Regions from separate parts of the Mus musculus genome. Here region 1 is linked to region 2. A link is a contact called in public Hi-C data. All regions are on one chromosome and are shown on one strand. The core of a region is the stretch at or near the end of the contact, and the rest is flanking DNA. Distances in the headings are between cores, read along the strand shown. Region 1 overlaps Fggy (FGGY carbohydrate kinase domain containing). Region 2 overlaps Gm830 (a long non-coding RNA gene).

Region 1 (4,658 bases), core at 18-2,517, 310 kb after region 2:
ATGGAGACATCTTTGCATCTTACAAGGATTAACGAGACTTGTCTGTACTTTGAACTCAGACAGAAATGTGGATTAAATATTCCCTAGTAACATAATAAAGAGTACAGGGAGTCATAGACTCAGCACATGGCAAGGCAAGACTGTCTTGAAGCCTGAAGAGATGAAAAAGGACAGCCCAGAGTTGCTTTCTATTCTAACCTGCCTATAGATTTTTTTCAACATCCTGGCAGGAAAATTTTCCTGTCTGTCTTTTCAAGAGGGGAGCCAGACAGGGACCAGGCTAATCACTTGCTACACAGACCTGTTATTCATAGGTGAACAAGACGGTCCTCTTCTGTACTATGGCTAAGGGTATAGCCTCAGTGTCCAGCTTCCCATCCCGAGTTCTGCACACGGAAGGCCGTTCTGTCCTGCCAGGACTCAATACTTTGCTACTTTACCATCCTATGAGTCAAGTAAGAAAGAAGAAAATAGCTCCTACTCAAGAGCTATTTGTCTGTCCCTAAAGTGAGAGCCAGGTTCTCAGTTTGCCAGACCAGTGGCAAGCCAGACTATATCACATGCAGAGATCATGGGTTCTCTGGAATTGACAAGTCTGAAAGCCAGGCCAGTTCCTTATCTTACCACCTAGTGAGTGTAGAGAGAGGGAAAATCTAGGGACTCCTGAAGTGAACTTAACTCAGTCATAGAGTTTTTCTGACAGAGCCTTACCCATGCAGTCCATAGCCCTTCCCTAGAAACCTACTTCCCTGGAAATGGTAAAAATCTAGGAGGTGAATGGCTGCTTCCCTGGAGCCCCCAGATGTGCTTTGACTCCATAGTTGCTGAATTGCTCAGAGGTGACCCCTTACAACAGAAAGACGTGAAGGTCCAGATCAGATCTGCATCCTGCCACATAACATCCATGCAGCCATGGAAAGGCATTGACCTCCAAGAGACATGGTTTCTTGTCAGTAAACTAGGAAATTCCAAGACCACAGAGATTACCAGTACAAACGCATTCAACTGTAGTAACTTCTTGGCAAATAGTCACCCCCCTCCACGCCCACTGTGTGCCTTTGTTCGCCTTTTTTTTTTATTTAAAAAATAAGGGCAATTATCATTCTCTTTGGTTTGCAAACTGAATACAAATTAATAGCGTGCAGTTTCCATTTAAGCCACCCTCAGAGAGCTGTGCTGTATCATGCCATATATTTTACTGACAGTTGTTTTCGTCCCTTCTCTTTTCTCCTAAGGAAGTCCAGATGGGCCCAAGTACTTTCTCATACCCCAAAAGATCTACTCCAAGGGCTGGAATCAGGCCTGCTTCCCATCCAGATGATCTATTCATAACAAAAGCTGCCTCCTGGCCATTGCCCACAGCTGAATCCTGTTACTCTGAAGCCAGCATTTCATTTGTTTCTGATTGTCCTACAGTGTTTGCATACCTTATATATTAGTAGAGATTTTTTTTTTTGCACACAGACAGGGGTTAAGCACCCCCAAATTAACTTTTCCTCAATATCCTTTCTCCTTTGAGTCTCTGTATTACTGCTTCGGTGTTACAAACCACCTCTCTTTCCTATGATCTTATTTAAATGTAAAACAGTTTTTCTTTCAACTTAACCTCACAGCACTGCTGTTGCCTGTAGAAAAGAGGGAGGGTGTAACAGGAATTGTTTGATTATGCCCCTGCCCCACATTTCCTTACATAGGATAGTCCACAACTTTATTAAATGGACAGGCTGCATATCTATTCATGGCCCACAAGAGCTGAGCTGAAAGAGTCTCTGACTCTATTTTTTGCAACTTTTTTTTTTAAATCAAGTTGTTTCGAAAGAGAATGTCGTAGAGTCAGATTTGGTTAAATCCTGGTTTGGTCTTAGTTGTAACACACATTAAGTTAGAACTTAAGAGTTAATGCTCTGAACCTATTCTTTTTTTTTTTTTTTTCCTTTTTCATCAAAACTGAGTATAATGGACTCAGGCTTACCCGGATCTTAAGGCTAGGGGCAAAAAATGTGAAACTGGGCACCTGGAGATGGAGACTTGTTCCTTCTAGCAATTTCAGGTCTCCCAGGACTGATGCATGGTAGACTCAGGGGCCTACGGTACTGCTGACAGGAAGGAGGGCTGGGATCACTTCTGTACATCTGTCACATTTGTGATGTCCCTGGGTACGCAAGGAATAGGGCATTTCATCCTGTCTTCTCTATACCTGCCATTTCCTCTTGACTTCATGCTGTCTCGCCATTCATCAGTCTCCTTTTAAAGATGTATACGGTGAGCCTTGCCCTGGCATCTCAGCTGGGCTTGACAAACACTTTTGTTTATTTATAAACAAACGTTTATAAAGTCACAAAGGGAGGTACCACATCTAGATAGCTTTTAGTGCTCTTTGCCTAGCCATTTTAAACTTACCTTTTTATGTTAAGCCAAAACTGGAAGAAGAGTTCTACAGAGCAGATTTCTTCTTGTCTAGATTTGCATGAATGTCCTCTTAGCCATACCTGGAACACAGTGACTTGTTTGAGAGGATATGTCCAAAAGACAATAGCTAGTGCCCGTGCACAGAGATGGTGACTTTTTAAGATTTTCATGTATTTGGGAGAGCACTATAATAAAATTATGTTACTCTCCTCTTTCTCCCTCCAAAAGCTCCTATATAGCTTTCATTGTTCTTTTTCAAGCTCATGGCCTCTTTTTCATTAATTGTTGTTTATCTATTTATTTATTTTTTAACTATTTTTCTATTGCTCTATCTATCTATCCATCTGTCTGTGTAGGTCTGTCTGCCTGTCTATCATCTCTCATCTATCTATTGGCTGGTACTGGAAACCTATCCAACTGCCCAGTGCTAGTGAAGTCATGGATCTTGGATGAGAACCTACAGCCACCACCTTACCAAACCAACAAACTTCTAACTGCATTCTAATTGTTTGTCTTTATACCCACAGACGTAAGTATAGCCCTCACCCCTCATCAAGAAAATTGCTCTTTGTAAGTGTAGGAGGCTCTTACTAAATTTGCTTAAAATATTTAAGGAATTTAATCTCATAATTTGGAAGGCAGAGGCAGGTTGATTTTCATGAGTTCAAGACTGGTCTGATCTACAGAGTAAGTTCTAGGCCAGCCAAGGCTACAGTGTGAGACCCTGTCTTATATATATATAATGCCTTGTTACAAATCAACCAAGGGTTTCTTTGTCTCTACACAATATGCTATTAATGGAGTGAAGCCTCCCTATACTTACTCGTGTAAGGAATATACAGGTAATGTCTAAGCCACCCATGTGGTCTTGCTTTCTCTCCTCTTTCAAACCAGTGCGGCCACTGTACTTCACTTGAGATTTTTTTCTCTATGTAATGCCAGGCCTTAGTTTTTAAAATTAAACTCTCACGTTAATTCCAGGTAGTAAATAGAAAGTACACCTTATATGCATATAAGTGATGCAATACAGTCTGCAGTTCCATGGTCACCAAATGAACCAGGCGCCCTACACCAAAGGATGCTACTCTTCATCCTTGCATGTTTGTAATAGCAGTCCTGTATCTGAGATGAAGATCCTAGGAACACATATCACACAGAAAGTTAAAACAGAACATTGAATTTTAGAACAAAGTAAGTGAATGGTTACACCCAGGAGATGGTGTCTAAAGTCAGAGACTGGAATCAGAAAAATGTACGTACAAGGGAAACCCGGAAACACAATTTGAAAGGATCCACAGTTTGCCAGTCACAAGTAAGTAGATGTATGTCAGAAACATGCTGTAATAACTGACTATGTATGTGGCTAGGAAATAGGCATGTAATCTCCCTCTGTTGCCATCTTCTGATCAGCCCCAGCTGGGAGGCCACCCCAGGCATGCTTCCTCCCTAACCCCCAGTCTGCACTAGAGAGCTGTTTCTCCTAATAGTTAACAATAAAAGGAGCATCAGCCTCTTTATCTATAAACCCCTTGGCAGTTAGTACTATTAGTCCTATGCTCACTATTGGGTGATTTTACAAGGAGGAGAATGTCTACCTGGCCACTTGATATCGAAGCAGCAGAACTAAGGCTCCATCGCGAAAAGACAGAGCAGCCTAACTAGTCTTCATTAGTTCTCTCTACTCTCCTGCCCTATCCTACATGACTGTTTTTTTTCTAAATCCACAGAAGAGATACGTAACTGTCTACTCCCACAGTTTGTTTGGTTTATGGAAAAGATGCAGAAAAGAATTTGTTTCTTTAGAGTCACAGCTCAGAGGTTTCAAAGCTGAAAACCAGTTTCATCTCATGGGAGCCAGATAGGCATTTGTATACAGGAGGTCAAATATGGCTTCTCCTTTGCAGCCAGTGGAGAGTTGGGTAAATATTTAGATGGCTTCAAAGTTGGCTGTTCATTGTATCTTGTAATGCAGCTCTGGGTGTGTGAAATGCAAGTGAATGGGAAACATATGGATTCAATTTCTACTGTGATTACATGTGGGTCTTGAAATGATAGAGAATGAGGAGTTCAGTGCTTAAGAAGTCCAACTTTATAAGCAGATTTATAGGCGACATTGGACTGCCCCTCCCCCGCCCCCACCATCCCAAATTCAAAGGCTGTTTGGTTGGATGACAGACCTTTTCAGTACTTTCCTATGTGCTCAAGCTGCTGGGCCTATGAGATCACTTCAGACATGCTTCATATATACT
Region 2 (4,155 bases), core at 1,547-4,046:
CACAGTGAGCAACTGTCCCAAATTATCACAGAACTGTAAGTAGTCTCCTATAGGAAGCTTGGTGTAAGTCTATCTTCCTTGTTGCCGTCTTTCTTCACATTATAGCATGCTGTGGATTACTACACATTCTTACGCACACAAGCCCTCAAGTATACAATCATCTGCCTGCACACACATGGCCCATGGTGCACCTGGGAAACTGCCCAGGTGTACTGCTTAGCATATGGCCAGCAATGAGTGAGACGAGCATTCGTCTATTGAAGAGTTCTTCCTGCTGCTTTTCTTTGTTTTTACTTCCTCATTTTTTCCTTTCTTCTCTTCTCTTCTCTTCTCTTCTCTTCTCTTCTCTTCTCTTCTCTTCTCTTCTCTTCTCTTCTCTTCTCTTCTCTTCTCTTCTCTTCTCTTCTCTTCTCTTCTCTTCTCTTCTCTCCTCTCCTCTCCTCTCCTCTCCTCTCCTCTCCTCTCCTCTCCTCCCCTCCCCTCCCCTCCCCTCCCCTCCCCTCCCCTCCCCTCCCCTCCCCTCCCCTCTCCTCTCCTCTCCTCTCCTCTCCTCTCCTCTCCTCTCCTCTCCTCTCCTCTTTCCTCCCCTCTCCTACCCTCCTTTCTTTCTTACTTATACATTTCCCTTTCAGTTTTTAACTAAATGAAAATCACATGCCACATATAGAGTGTCTGTTTCAGTGGGAAGAACAGGTTTAGAGGTAGATGGAGCAGGAGGATTTCTCAAGAAGTCTGAAATAAGCCCTCTGAAGACCTTCTATGGTTTGCACAGGAGCCTGAGGTGCAGTATCCTACAATTCATTCTCTTCAAGCCCAATAAAGAATCCCGTTTTACATAAACAGGAGAACTGGGGTCCAAAGAGATTCTATCAGCCTCTATGCACACATAGTTCACTGCTTCCTAGCCATGCCTAACTGCTTAATGCTATAAAACAGATACCAGTGAAGGACACTATGGGAGTGCAGAGGAGGAGAGATTCGCTTTCAGCTAGGTAGATCAGGCAAGATCCTAGGGCTATGGTAAGATAGACACTTTCTTCTTAAACCAGTCTGCTTTGTGCACAAATGACATATCTCCAGTTTATGCTTAAATATCAAAGTTTGCCCAGGGTTGGCGGGGCTTGCTTACTAAATTTCACTCTGATTCAAAACACTGCCCCGAGAGAATGTCCTGTCAATCTTCTTCCTATGACATCTGTTCCACTGCTCAACCCCGACTGCCCACAGGGCAGGAAGTTCTGAACAATTGACACAGTCACTAAGAGAGATTGTTTTTGTTGAGCCACAGGCTGTGTCTCTGTGGTTTCCACCTCCTGATTCTGTGTTCTTGGAGCATCATCAGACTGATGGGTTCCATGATCATGAGAGCATCACGATGTGCAAAGACACCCTGTACATGGTCCCTGAGTGCTTGTCTTCAACTAGACACTCCCATTCCTCCTCCTGGCATGGAGACACAGTAGGACAAGGCAGAAAGTGTGCTGATTCTAGAAACAGACTAATGAATCCTGCTTATCAAACAGCTTAATGACTCAGAGCTTGCAAATATTTGGATAACATAACTCACCTCATAGAGTGTTGCTTTCCTTATTTGCCTAATAAAGATAACTGCAGAGGTGAGTGATCGTCATCCATGTAGATGTATGATCAGCATGCCTGAAAGACTGTAAACTATAGAAGATGTTGTTAATCTGATATGGAAGTCCTGAGCAACAAATTGCTTTCTTCTCCAGGAACAAGCAGGGGAGCTCATTGGAAAGATCACAGGTTGGGATAAACAAGTGTTTAGGGGCCCAAGACATTTACAGTTGACTGAAATCTCTCAAAGGCATTCAAAATGCCTACCTAGAGCAGAAATGCCTAACTTTAGTTTTGCACCCAAATCACCTGGAGATCCTTCCAGAGCAGAATGCTTGGCCTGAAGTTCAGGAAGTTGGGATGGTTCTGGGAGTGTGTCCACCATGTCCCAGGAGGGAAATGATACCTTTGGATCACATTTCGAGAAACCTGATTCTGAAACTAAAGCAGTACTTATGTAATAACAACTTTCACAGGTACTGCGCAGCTGCTTTGTGTATGTCATCATACATAAAGTACACACAATTCTTACATTTCTTCAAAGTAGCCATGTAATTGGGTCTTATTTGTTTATTTCAGGAAGCCTTACTATGTAGTCTAGGCTAGACATGAACTCATAATCCCTCTGACTCTGCTTCCCAAGTGCTGGGGTAACAGGCTCAGGATGACTTTGGAGACAGACACCAATGCTAGAAGTTCATTAACTTTACTTTTGATGGTACCAGAACTAGAGAGAGCATCATCCAGCTCTGATGGCAGGAGGTCTATACCCTCTGTTGCAAAGTTCTTGTAAACCAAGGCACAGAGTGGACCATATTAAAGAGAGCACATCTATAATGGGTAGTTGGATTTGTTTTCAAATGCAGATCCACCTGACCCCAAAGTCTAAGCCCTTTACTCCATCCAGTATGAAAAACATTCCAGCTATGTGCATTCTAGCTAGAAGCCAGGGACCTGCCGGATTTCATTCTGTCCTGTCCTTATTGCTTGACTTCTCCAGGTAATTGTTTCCTTTGTACACTCAATTGGTGGAGTAGAGCTGGCTTTTGTGGGGAATCAAATGAGAGCAGCCGGAGACGAAGTTAGAGCAGCCATTTCTTCATTCTGCCTTAGCTAGTGCTTTTCTTTCAGAGGTTGGAAAGAAACCGGGACTCTGCAAGTGGGGAACCGGCCTGTCAGCTGCACGGGCCTTGGCTTGCAGTGTTCATTAGGGCTGGGCGGGCCTCAGGAGAGCACCTGGGCTGAGAAAAGTAAACTTGTCTCAGTTCTTTAGTCCCTGACTCCCTTCTAGAGTGGAGCCCCAGCGCAGCTGCCAGGCACTAATGCGACCAATTATTTCTGTCCTCAGTTACTAGGTAATAAATCCAGCCCTGGCACCAAGTCGATGGTTTGGCGTGGGAGAAAGCTTGGTTTTAGGATCAACTGCAGCTCCTCGCTGTGGGATTGTGGCTAGGAATCTCAGACTTGAAAAAAGAGTATTGCTGTAGGAGTGCATCACCAACTGCCACCTGGGTATGACAGCCATGTCCTTGCTGTACTCTTCAGCACAAGACAGATGTGGAGTCCACTACCAAGGCTAAGAGACACTACATTTGAGAAGAGCTTAGGTTTCTGAGAGGCCACTGAGGACATCTGTGTTTGTGCACCTACATGGACAGCACACAGTCAAGCCTGGCCTTTTCCTGGTCTCAGTCTTTGCAAATGCCATCCCATCTCCCTGTACAGGATGCTCTGCCTTGGTTCTTTGCACATCTGGAGCATCTGCATTCTTCAGTTATATCCCAAAGATCACCTCTTTCCCTACATCCCATCTAAAATTCCTCCTTTGTTTTTTCAGACATCTTCCTATCATCTATCTTCTTTAGCCCCACGTGAAATATGTCATTTATCTTAGTATTTTGGAAGCAATGTGTGTGTATGTATAAAACTGCCACGTGTTGTAACATCTGAGCAGCCTTCTGAGCAGGCACCTGGCAGCCTGCTCTGCAAACTGCTCTGCCCTGAGACTGGGGGGCTTGACATCACAATTCACATCTTCAGCTGGTTATGGGACCATTCAGGTTTTAAAACTCAAGAAAACTAAAGCAAAGTGCAGGCGTCAATTGTGTGTTTTGCAGAGCTGAAATGCTTCTTATTCATTCGTCTCCCTTTCTTATCCTCAGCAATGATTATTGTATGCTAAATTTGCTTTAAAAAAAAAAGGACAAACAAAATGGAAAAGAAGAGTCCTTGTTTTGAATTCAGTAGGAAGTGCAAGGAGGCCAAAATGAACAGTTAGATGCTAAGGTAGTAAGTTTACTGATAAAGGAACGAAAACAGCTACATCATGACGTACATGACAACATAGAACCTAGACATAGGCAGGGCTGAGAGAAATGGAGGTGAGCCAGCAGCTTACAGACAGGTGTTGGCTGACATGGTGGAAAGGAACATGAACCTGCATGTCTCCACAGAGTATCAAAATTCAATTCCCATTCCCATACACCACGCCCACACACTGACTACCAGTTTTGTCCTAACAGGGGGATGACTGGCTCCTTCCTGGCCTAATCCATATGTCTCTCTGTCATCTGGATT

What was found. Hi-C and Micro-C count contacts between places; a contact is called where the count stands out from the background.
Region 1: a contact with region 2 is called in a Hi-C map of uterus, with 1.8 times the contacts expected there. The contact joins two enhancer-like sites. A contact is called at or near these places in 1 of 15 datasets of contacts at CTCF or cohesin (the NIH/3T3 cell line) and 3 of 484 Hi-C or Micro-C datasets (all in uterus).

Annotation. Positions count from the first base shown.
Region 1 is chr4:95,787,779-95,792,436 of GRCm38.p6, forward strand. All of the region lies in intron 8 of Fggy (FGGY carbohydrate kinase domain containing), which reads left to right. Among named protein-coding and RNA genes, the nearest start is that of Hook1, 180 kb to the right of the region's middle. Within about 2 kb of position 1,268, at least 10 of the 459 cell types and tissues checked have an H3K27ac peak or open chromatin away from gene starts, as enhancers often do. A contact at or near this core is called in uterus, where this site is marked.
Region 2 is chr4:95,473,670-95,477,824 of GRCm38.p6, forward strand. All of the region lies in intron 1 of Gm830 (a long non-coding RNA gene), which reads right to left. Among named protein-coding and RNA genes, the nearest start is that of Gm12707, 9.8 kb to the right of the region's middle. Within about 2 kb of position 2,797, at least 36 of the 459 cell types and tissues checked have an H3K27ac peak or open chromatin away from gene starts, as enhancers often do. A contact at or near this core is called in uterus, where this site is marked.